3 separate regions of the Mus musculus genome follow, and regions 1 and 3 are each linked to region 2. The links are chromatin contacts, called in public HiChIP or PLAC-seq maps. All regions are on one chromosome and are shown on one strand. The core of a region is the stretch at or near the end of the contact, and the rest is flanking DNA. Distances in the headings are between cores, read along the strand shown.

Region 1 (3,066 bases), core at 254-2,753, 270 kb after region 2:
AGTCGGACCCACAAATGTAGAGGACTCTCCAAGGAGAGAAAGTGGGAGTGACTCTGGCTACACACACACACACACACACACACACACACACACACACACCTCATTATGTAGTCCAGGCTGGTCTTGAACTTACCATCTTCTTGCCTCCCAAGAGACTGACTCACAGGCATGTGCCACCATCTCTGGCTAAGACAGAGGAAATTGCCTACCTTTAGGAAGTCTCTGTGATATCGAGTTTTATGTCAACTTGCACAGGCTAGAATCTTCGGTTGCTTTCGCTCATAGTGTTTCTTTCATTATAGCCTCAAATTCCTGACAATCCTTCCTCGGCCTCCTGAGTGCTAGATTTCAGATATGCCCCCCCCCCCCCATGCCAACTCAAGAAATGAGATTTTAAAGGACAAATTCCTCAGGAAGGAAAGACACGTCCCAATTGTGGATAAGTGCAAGATAGGCGTCAGGAAAGCTCAGTGGATCAGGGCAGCCAAAAAGCTTTGGGGATGCTGAGATCCAAAGTTCAGGATAGCCTGGAGCTATAGAGTCGGAGCAAGGGGAATTCCTGCCCTCTGTGGCTTTTCTCTTTTCCGTGGGTTATCCATAGGCCATCTCGGTGGTCTGTGATAGCCCTAGGTGAGTGAGACAGGGGCCTGACCCACAGAGCAGGATTCAGGAGGACAGGGTGGGACTCAGTGGGCATGGAATTCTTCCTACCCAGACTCCTGTATCCCCACACACCTGACTTGAAAAGACAGTGTCATTATTAATTGCTGTTATGAAAAAATGCAAAATGGCAGGGCCAGGAACTCGGACCTCAAAGAAGAGGACTATCCCTCTCTCTGATGTCCTGGCATACCCATAGGTCTCGGGGAGTGGCTGCCACCCGAGCCTGGCTGGTGAGATGCTTAGGACAGGCACATGCTGGGTACATGTCAGGCAGGGACAGTTAGGGGATTGCCAGTGGGCACTACAGGCAGCTGCCCAGGCACTGTACTATACATGTGGTACCCTGGTGGCCTGGACCTGTCCCTGTAACCAGCTCCCTGCCCAGAGCAGGCCTGGTCTTTCTTTCTCCTCTTTAAAACCTTGTGTTTGAGGGGTGGTGCCATAGTTGGTAGAGTGCTTGCCTAGCATACGGGAAGCTCTGGGTTCGGTTCCCAGCATCACTAGCACACCTGTGATCCCAGTGCTCATCAGGGTTCAAGGTCATCCTCAGGTAAGAAGCAAGTCTGGAGCCAGCCTGGCTACTTGAGACTCTGTTTCTAAACAAAACAAATACCGTGTTTTCCAAATTAATTAATAAATTCCCCAGAGAGTGCAATGCCATACACCCTACCCCAGCTCATGAGTCCTCTAACTCTGGTGCAGTATCAGGACCCAGGGTGGTCTAAATGCATTGTGAGGAATCCTGGCTATGCTTATAAGCAGCTTGCCTCAGAGCCCTCCTCCTAGAGAGAACTTCACTCAGTGTCTGTCAGTTACACGCCTTCCGGCTTAAGTGAACCTTGAGGTTTGGCCCGGTGCTCTTGATGGTCTGGCTGGGATGGGGCAGTCTTGCCCAGCAGAAGGCTGGGGCACTGAAGCTGCCTCAGGAATAGACTACAGGTCCCGTAGCTGGATTGGAGGGCTTGGTCGTGTTGGGATCTAGGCTAGAGAAGCCAAAAATGGAGAGACTGGACTTCATCTGGGGTCTGGGGTCCAGCAGGGCCATTGGAGTTTCCCAAGGTCAACGAGAGCTATGTTTGCAGATCCACGGCTGAGGTAGAAGCTGTGAAGTTGGGAGTTGATGAGTTGTCCGGAAATGTGACAGGGTGGGGTGACCGGGCAGGAGTGATGGGCGGGGGAGGTGACTTAGGAAGTGTGTGTGGGCAGAACTAGCAGGGCTGGAACTGGTGGTAGGGATAGGGGGAGGGGGGAGGAGGAGGAGTGAGAAGGAAGAGGAGTAGGGAGGAGGAAAAGTAGGAAGAGTAGGGAGGAGGAGGAGTGGGGAGGAGGATGGGATGAGGACAAGTGAGGAAGAGGATGAGTGGGGAGGAGGGTAAGTGGGGAGGAGGGTGAGTAGGGAGGAGGGCAAGTGTGGAAGAGGAGGAGTAGGGAGGAGGGTGAGTGGGAAGAAGGGTGAGTAAGGAAGAGGGTGAGTAGGGAGGAGGGCAAGTGTGGAAGAGGAGGAATGGGAAAGAAGCATAGAGAGGAAGAAGAGTAAAAAGGAGGCAAAAGTGGAGGAAGATGCAGCTCACAGCAGATAAATGACAAAGCCTGGACCCCTCATTGAAGATGTCACAGCTGGATTTCAAAGAAGGAGGAGGAAGAAGGAAGAAAGGAAGGAAGGAAGGAAGGAAAGAAGGAAGGAAGGAAGGAAGGAAGGAAGGAAGGAAGGAAGGGAGTGTATAGTGAGAATGTTGGAATTTTGGTTTCTTTTAGAGTTTTTTGTTGTTGTTGTTGTTTGTTTGTTTGTTTGTTTGTTTGTTTTTCGAGACAGGGTTTCTCTGTGTAGCCCTGGCTGTCCTGGAACTCACTCTGTAGACCAGGCTGGCCTCGAACTCAGAAATCTGCCTGCCTCTGCCTCCCGAGTGCTGGGATTAAAGGCGTGTGCCACCATACCCGGCTTTGGTTTCTTTTAAAAACACAGAAATATTATATGAATGTCTTGTCATTTTAATCTCTGGTGTGGGATACGGGGCTGCTCCAGACTACGACTCCCCCTGTGCTTTAGGAGGGATGAGATTTTTCAACTGCAGATACTTTCTGCAATTGTGTGACATTGGAATTCTGGAGACTTTTAGAGGATACACACACACACACACACACACACACACACACACAAAGGAGAAAAAAACTAAATACCCTGATGGCAAAGATCAAACTTGCCCTAAAGAACTCAATAGCCCTAATCAGATAACATCGTGCTCAGTGAGTAAAGGCATTTGCCACCAAGCCTGGTGACACGGGTCTGATTCCCAGAACTGCATAAAGGTAGAGAGGGAGAACCAACTCAGAAATTGTCCTCTGATATCTACATATGCACCATGGTACATGTGCACCACCACGGCATGTACACACACACACACA
Region 2 (3,238 bases), core at 125-2,624:
TTTTGGGGGGGGGGGTGGGTCAAGACAGGGTTTCTCTGTATAGCCCCGGCTGTCCTGGAACTCACTTTGTAGACCAGGCTGGCCTCGAACTAAGAAATCTGCCTACCTCTGCCTTCCAAGTGCTGGGATTAAAGGTGTGCGACACCACGCCCGTCTTCTCTCTCTTTTTTTAAAGATGTATTTAATGTATATGAGTGCACTGTAGCTGTCTTCAGACACACCAGAAGAGGGCATCGGATCCCATTACAGATGGTTGTGAGCCACCATGTGGTTGCTGGGAATTGAACTCAGGACCTCTGGAAGAGCAGCCTGTGCTCTTAACCACTGAGCCATCTCTCCAACCCCTCTACATAAGTTTTTACTCATTTACTTTTACTTTATGTGTATGTTTGTGAGACTGCTTGAGTTTATGTACACCACGTGTGTATGAGGAGGCTGTGGAGGCCAGAAGAGGGTGTCGGATCCCCTTGGATCTGGAGTCAAGTGTGCTGTGAGCCCAGCTCCTCTGCAAGAGCAACCAGTGCTCCTAACAACTGAGCCATCTCACCACCTTCCTAAGCTGCTATTTTTAATGGGATTTTTTTCCCATTCATATCATTGTGTTGTGCTTGATTTAGAAAGACCAAGGTTTCTAAATGTTTGTTGTTCCTATCAAAACATTTAAACGACATTTTAATTAATTTTAGCGTGTGTGTGTTGGGGGGGGGGCGGGGTGAATACCACAGTGTGCATATGGATTTCAGGGGACAGCTTGCAGGAGTTGTGGGTTCCGGGGGACCTGACTCAGCTTGTCAAGTACCCAGGTACCCACGGATGTCTCGCTGGGTGACAGGTACCCATGGAGCCCTTTGAATGACCCTTTGCTGTGTCAAGACAGTGTCACTGTGCAGGCCTGGCCCACCCTGGAACTGACTGTGTAGATCAGCTGGGCGAGGCTCACTGTTGCCTGCACACCTTAGATGTTGTGATGACTGATCAGATGCTAACACACACACCTCTGGCAGGTTTGCATGTAGAGAAATGTGTTTAAATCAGGCCTACAGTGACAATGTTCTTGTTTTAAGACAAGATTTTTTTTTAACTACACTGCTTTTGTGTTTGTGTGTGTGTGTGTTCATGTGTGTGAGCATGTGCACATGAATGTCATGGTACAAATGTGGAGGCCAAGGGACAATTTGCAGGAGTTAGTTCCCTCCTCCTGTGTGGGTCCTGGGGATCAAACTCAGGTTCTCGGTAGCCCAGGCTGGCCTCTAACTTACTGGGTAGCCGAGGAGTCACCCTGAGCTTCTCCTCCAAGCGCAGGGCTCCCAGTTCTCCACCACACCTGATTCTAATGCAGTGCTGATCTTCGCACAGGTGAGGCCAGCACAAAGGCAATGAGCTATGTGTCATCCCCAGCCCTGTGTTGACTGTGTGTGGGCAGTGAGCCTCGCCCCTTTCTATCCCTTAGAAGTGACAGGGAAGAAGTGAGTCAGAGTTGACCACAGGGCAGGAAGCTCAGGATAGACCGTATCAGAAAGTGAAGGCTTCAGGGATGCAATGCCTGTTACAATCACTAACTGGTCAATCATCGTTAATTCAAAGGTAACCACCATCTGACACGGTTAAAACTGGGAAACAGCTCTTGCAAAGGAGAGACAAGAGTTTGTATTGTCCAATCTGTTTCATTTGCAAAAATCACTAGTTTGCTTAAGAATTTCAGATCTGAGGGACTGGAGAGGTGGCTCTGCAGTTGAAAAGCACTGGCTGCTCTTGTAGAGGACCAGGGTTTGGCTCCCAGCATCCACACAGCAACACATCCACTGCCTGATACTCTAGCTCCGGGGTGGGGTGGGGGGATCTGATGCCCTCTTCTGGCCTGCATGGGCACCAGCACACGGGTGCATGTGTACACACGCAAAGAGACGCATAAAATAAAACTTTAAAAAAAAAATAATTTCAGAAGCAATTAGATTAACATGGCAGTAAGTAGACTGCTCCCTCTACTTTCCAGGCCTGCCTGTACCCCACGGAAGTTGGAACATATTGGAATAACTGCACCCATGGCTGTCAAGGACTACCTGGGCCTCTGGACTAACATGGCAGGAATTGTAACTTCTTCCTCAGCTTTCTCAACGGCAGTTTTATTTATGCATTTCCTTTCTTCAGTCTGTTTTGGTAAATTATGCTTTTCCTAGAAGATTGTAATAGGTTTTCACCAGCGCGATAGGCCAGATCAGATCACCGTAAAAGTAAATAGGTGCACGTTTATTGGGCGCAGCTCCTGGGTGGGTTCGCAGGTCCCAGAGAACAGAGCCAGGGAAACCACGAGCCCAGGCTAAGGCCAGGGGGTTTATAGATCTCGGGCGATGATGTATCAGCCAGGAGCCGGAACTGTGCCCAAATATAGTCAAAAGCTGATCGCTTACACGGGTGGGCTGGCAGATTGCATCAGCTGCTGGAAATGCGGAACTGAGATTTGGGGGCCTTTTGGGGGGGGGTATCCGAGACAGGGTTTCTCTGTGCAGCCCTGGCTGTCCTGGAACTCACTCTGGAGACCAGGTTGGCCTCGAACTCAGAAATTCACCTGCCTCTGCCTCCCAAGTGCTGGGACTAAAGGCGTGCGCCACCACACCCGCCTTTGGGGCCCTTCTTTTGTTCAGAGTTTTTCAGTGTGCGAGGGTTTGGGCGGAGATTAGACGGGGCTCCCCAGGCCACGCAGGGGTGAGCAGTGGACTCCAAGCTCCAACCAAACAGCTTGATCATTTTTTTCCTAGCAGGAATCTCTTCCTAGAAATCGTGTGTGTATGTGTGTGTGTGTGTGTGTGTGTGTGTGTGTGTGTGTGTGTTTATGTGTATGTGTTTACATGTATATGTGTATGTAGAGGTGCCTGTGGAGGACAGAGGACAAACTTGAGTGTCGTTCTGCCCTCCACGTTGATTCCTTGAGATGAATTCTCTTTCTGGCTAGGCTGGCTGGCCGTCAAGCGCCATGGAGCCAACTGCTCTCCATCTCCCCGTGCTAGAATTGCGTCTGCGCAGTAGGTCACCCAGCCTCTTGACGTTGGCTCTGGGCTCGAACTGGAGTTCTCCGGCCATCATTTTTCCACAGTGAGCATCTCACCAACGGAGTCTTCATCTAACCATTGTTCCTGGGTTTTTGAGACACAGTCTGGACACATAGTTCGGGCTAGCTTAGAACTCAATGCTGAGACCAGGTTGGCGTCAAACTTGGAACAGTCCTCCTGCCTTAGCCTCG
Region 3 (3,060 bases), core at 416-2,915, 390 kb after region 2:
AACTCAAATAACAAACAGCCCCAGGCTGTGACTACATTGAGGCAGACAGCCCTCAGCACCACAGCACACTTGCTGGGAGACATCAGGCAGCACCTAGAGATGAGCTGTGCAGAGTACAGTGGTCAGAGCTTAAATGCTCTCCATTTTGCCTGCTGACTAATCCCTCACATCTACTCACATTTCTTCCCAGGCTGGCTGTGCCAGTAAAGAAAGCTACATTTGAAGATTTTTGTTTGTTTGTGTTTTAGTCTTTGAGACAGACATCTGTCTCCTAAAGTGCTAGGATTAAAGGTGTATACCACCACCACCTAGTGAATAAGATCTTTAAAATATAAAATAAGGTGTTACAACTGGGTTTCTTTCTCTTTCCGTACTTAATTTTACTTGTGTGTTCCGGAGCACCTTCAGAGACCATAAGAAGTCAGACCTTTGAGCCAGAGTTATAGGTGGTTGTGAGCTGCCCCACATGGGTGCTAGGCACTGAAATTAGGTCCTCTTGAAGGGCATCAAGAGGTTTTGACCACCAGCCATCTTTCCAGACCACAACTGTACTTCTAAGAAAAGAAAATGGAGTGAGAGTTGGAGGGGGGGGGGGGAAGCTTTATATTAAGAAACTCTATGGGGCTGGAGAAATGGCTCAGTGGGTAAGAGCACTGACTGCTCTTCTGAATGTCCTGAGTTCAATTCCCAGCAACCACATGGTGGCTCACAACCATCTGTAATGGGACCCGATGGCTTCTTCTTAAGTGTTTGAAGACAGCAACAGTGTACTCATATAAACTAACTAACTAAATCTTGGAAAGGAATTAATTGATTGATTAGTTCTATGATTGGGTCAAAGAGGTCTTTCAGTGGTTAAAAGCACTGGCTGCTCTTCTTCTAGAGGACCCAAGATTCAATACCCAGATCCAAAAGGCTGCTCACAACCATCTGTTACTCAAATTCAAATGCAAGCCTTGTCTACTACAGAGAAAGTGTCAAGACAGCTAGTTTTACACAGAGAAACTTATCTCAAAACAACAACAACAATAAAAGATTCAGTAATTATAAGCACTGGCCGCTCTTCTGGAAGATTCAAGTTTAATTTCCAGCACCTGCAAGGTGGCTCACACCTCCAAGTAATTCCAGTCCCAGAGGCTCTGACTCCCTCTTTTGACCTCTACCATCACTGCCTACACATAGTGCACAGAGATGCATGCAGGCATTCACATGCATACATAAATGTGAGAAAAGAATAGAATAGAATATACCTTGGAGTGTTAGGATTTTGAGGCTGTGTAAGTAGTTCCCAAACATTACTGAACAACCTCAATTTTACTTAAACCTCCATTTTAACAACAAAATAGCCATCTTGGCTCAACAGGCAGGGACAAGGAACCCGAGAGCCTGCACTGCCCACTGTGTTGTGAGCAATTAAGACAGTCAGTACCTGCACTGGAGGGACACAGTGAAGAGCAGAGAACTCCTCAGTGTTACTCCGTAGCTGTCCTACAGCTGCCTGTTCTCAGAGTAGCAACCCAGACTACAAGCCCACGCTTTCTTATGTAAGATTAAGCATTGTTTACCTAAGGTTATATCGGAAATTAAATAAAACTTCATGCTGAACACTGGAGTAATTCTTAATCTCTTAATGCTAACAGAACTTTGATGACTCATTCTTCCATCTGGGAGAACATGCTGACACAGGTCATTCTGCCTAGAGATGTAGTTCTCACAGAGCTAGTCTGCAAATCATCTATAGAATTTGCCCCCAGAAACATGACTGATTTCCCTGCTATCTAGCATATTAAAACTCCAAAATTTCCCACCCCATCACAAAAACTTAATAAAGACTAACTGTACCTTCTCTGGGAAACCCAAAGCCTGCGATGCGAGCCAGATCCGCCTGCATTGAAACGCAACCTGCAGAGCACAAGCTCATCCCTCATGGTTCTGTTTCACAACTGTCTCCTCTTTGCCTTCTTCACCCATGGCACCGAGACTGGAGTGAGAATGCGATCTGATGAGAACACTCGGACACGACCACCTGCACTTACAAATAACCAGAGTACAATCTTTCCTGAGGTAGTTGTTGGAAACTAAGAGAAGGGCAGCTAAGATGTCCAGGACAAGTGCTTTCGTGCCTTCCCTCCCCACAGGCTCCTCTCTCCTACAGAGCTGGGCCAAATCAAACTGTCTTCTTGCTAATCTGCACTGCATCTGAGCAGGAGCCACTGCTCCCTATCGGTGAGGGTGGTGCTCCTGTCCACATTCCACTGCTGGCAACAGCAGACAGAGCTGTACACAAAGCCTTCAGAGGACAATCTCCCAGGAGCCACTCTTCCATTCATATAAAGCAGCCATGTTTGCAAGATGAAGAGAGACCATCCTTATGTTTTGAGTATAGTCATCCTGAGATTTTATAAGAAATGGCCATGTATGTGAGAAATGAGTTATTTTGGGATCTGTATTATAAGATAGGTTCCCTGTGGGTGATCAGGATCTAAGTCTATTAGGCCTGTTTATTTTTAACATACAAGGTCAGGGGCCATGTAACTCATCTACCCAACAGCAGAGTGACAGCACTTAGAATGAGAGACCTGGCTTGGAGGACAGCAAATTCCAGAACATCTGGGAGAGGAGCTAGCCCTGTCTTCTCAGAAGTGCAGGACACTTGGCAGTGTTTACATCGATGCACTAACACCCAGACCTCTGTGTAAACAGTTGAGAGATCTGCAGTGGGCAGCCTCAATCATTCTGAGACACTGCTCACTCCTAGTATTTTAATCTACTAACCATATTTTATACATATGTTAAAGAAAGGCAAATGGGGAAAAAGGAAGGAAGAACTGGGTATCTGCACAGATGTAATTCTAAAAGGATCTGACTTGTTATTCTCTCGGGTGCCATGAGGTTAACACGTAATACCCACTCAACTAACCCTCTATAAACAGTTGGTTTTCCTAATCACAGCCACTATTCCCACTTCAGTGGGCAGCAGCATTCAGAGGAAAGCCAGACCTAGCCCCTGTATAACAAACTCCAGAAACCAAGTGTTAGGAAAGCTGATGTCCGTTGCAC

The links. HiChIP or PLAC-seq counts read pairs in DNA pulled down with a chosen protein or histone mark.
Region 1: a contact with region 2 is called in a FOXA1 HiChIP or PLAC-seq map of pancreatic cancer cells. The contact joins two enhancer-like sites. A contact is called at or near these places in 2 of 39 promoter capture datasets (the C10 cell line and cranial neural crest), 2 of 15 datasets of contacts at CTCF or cohesin (CD8 T cells and pro-B cells), 1 of 484 Hi-C or Micro-C datasets (bone marrow-derived macrophages) and 2 of 115 datasets of contacts at active chromatin or transcription factors (embryonic stem cells and pancreatic cancer cells).
Region 3: a FOXA1 HiChIP or PLAC-seq map of pancreatic cancer cells shows a contact between it and region 2. The contact joins two enhancer-like sites. A contact is called at or near these places in 1 of 39 promoter capture datasets (cranial neural crest) and 2 of 115 datasets of contacts at active chromatin or transcription factors (pancreatic cancer cells and regulatory T cells).

Annotation. Positions count from the first base shown.
Region 1 is chr4:150,693,373-150,696,438 of GRCm38.p6, reverse strand. No RefSeq gene overlaps it. Among named protein-coding and RNA genes, the nearest start is that of Gm36600, 10 kb to the left of the region's middle. Within about 2 kb of position 1,503, at least 39 of the 459 cell types and tissues checked have an H3K27ac peak or open chromatin away from gene starts, as enhancers often do. A contact at or near this core is called in pancreatic cancer cells, where this site is marked.
Region 2 is chr4:150,967,342-150,970,579 of GRCm38.p6, reverse strand. It overlaps Gm30120 (a long non-coding RNA gene), which reads left to right. Exons shown (of 4, transcript XR_390979.2): 3 at 1,994-2,157; 4 at 2,951-3,238. Among named protein-coding and RNA genes, the nearest start is that of Gm23405, 4.2 kb to the right of the region's middle. Within about 2 kb of position 1,374, at least 16 of the 459 cell types and tissues checked have an H3K27ac peak or open chromatin away from gene starts, as enhancers often do. A contact at or near this core is called in pancreatic cancer cells, where this site is marked.
Region 3 is chr4:150,575,071-150,578,130 of GRCm38.p6, reverse strand. The region is part of intron 12 of Rere (arginine glutamic acid dipeptide (RE) repeats); the gene reads right to left. Among named protein-coding and RNA genes, the nearest start is that of Slc45a1, 76 kb to the left of the region's middle. Within about 2 kb of position 1,665, at least 37 of the 459 cell types and tissues checked have an H3K27ac peak or open chromatin away from gene starts, as enhancers often do. A contact at or near this core is called in pancreatic cancer cells, where this site is marked.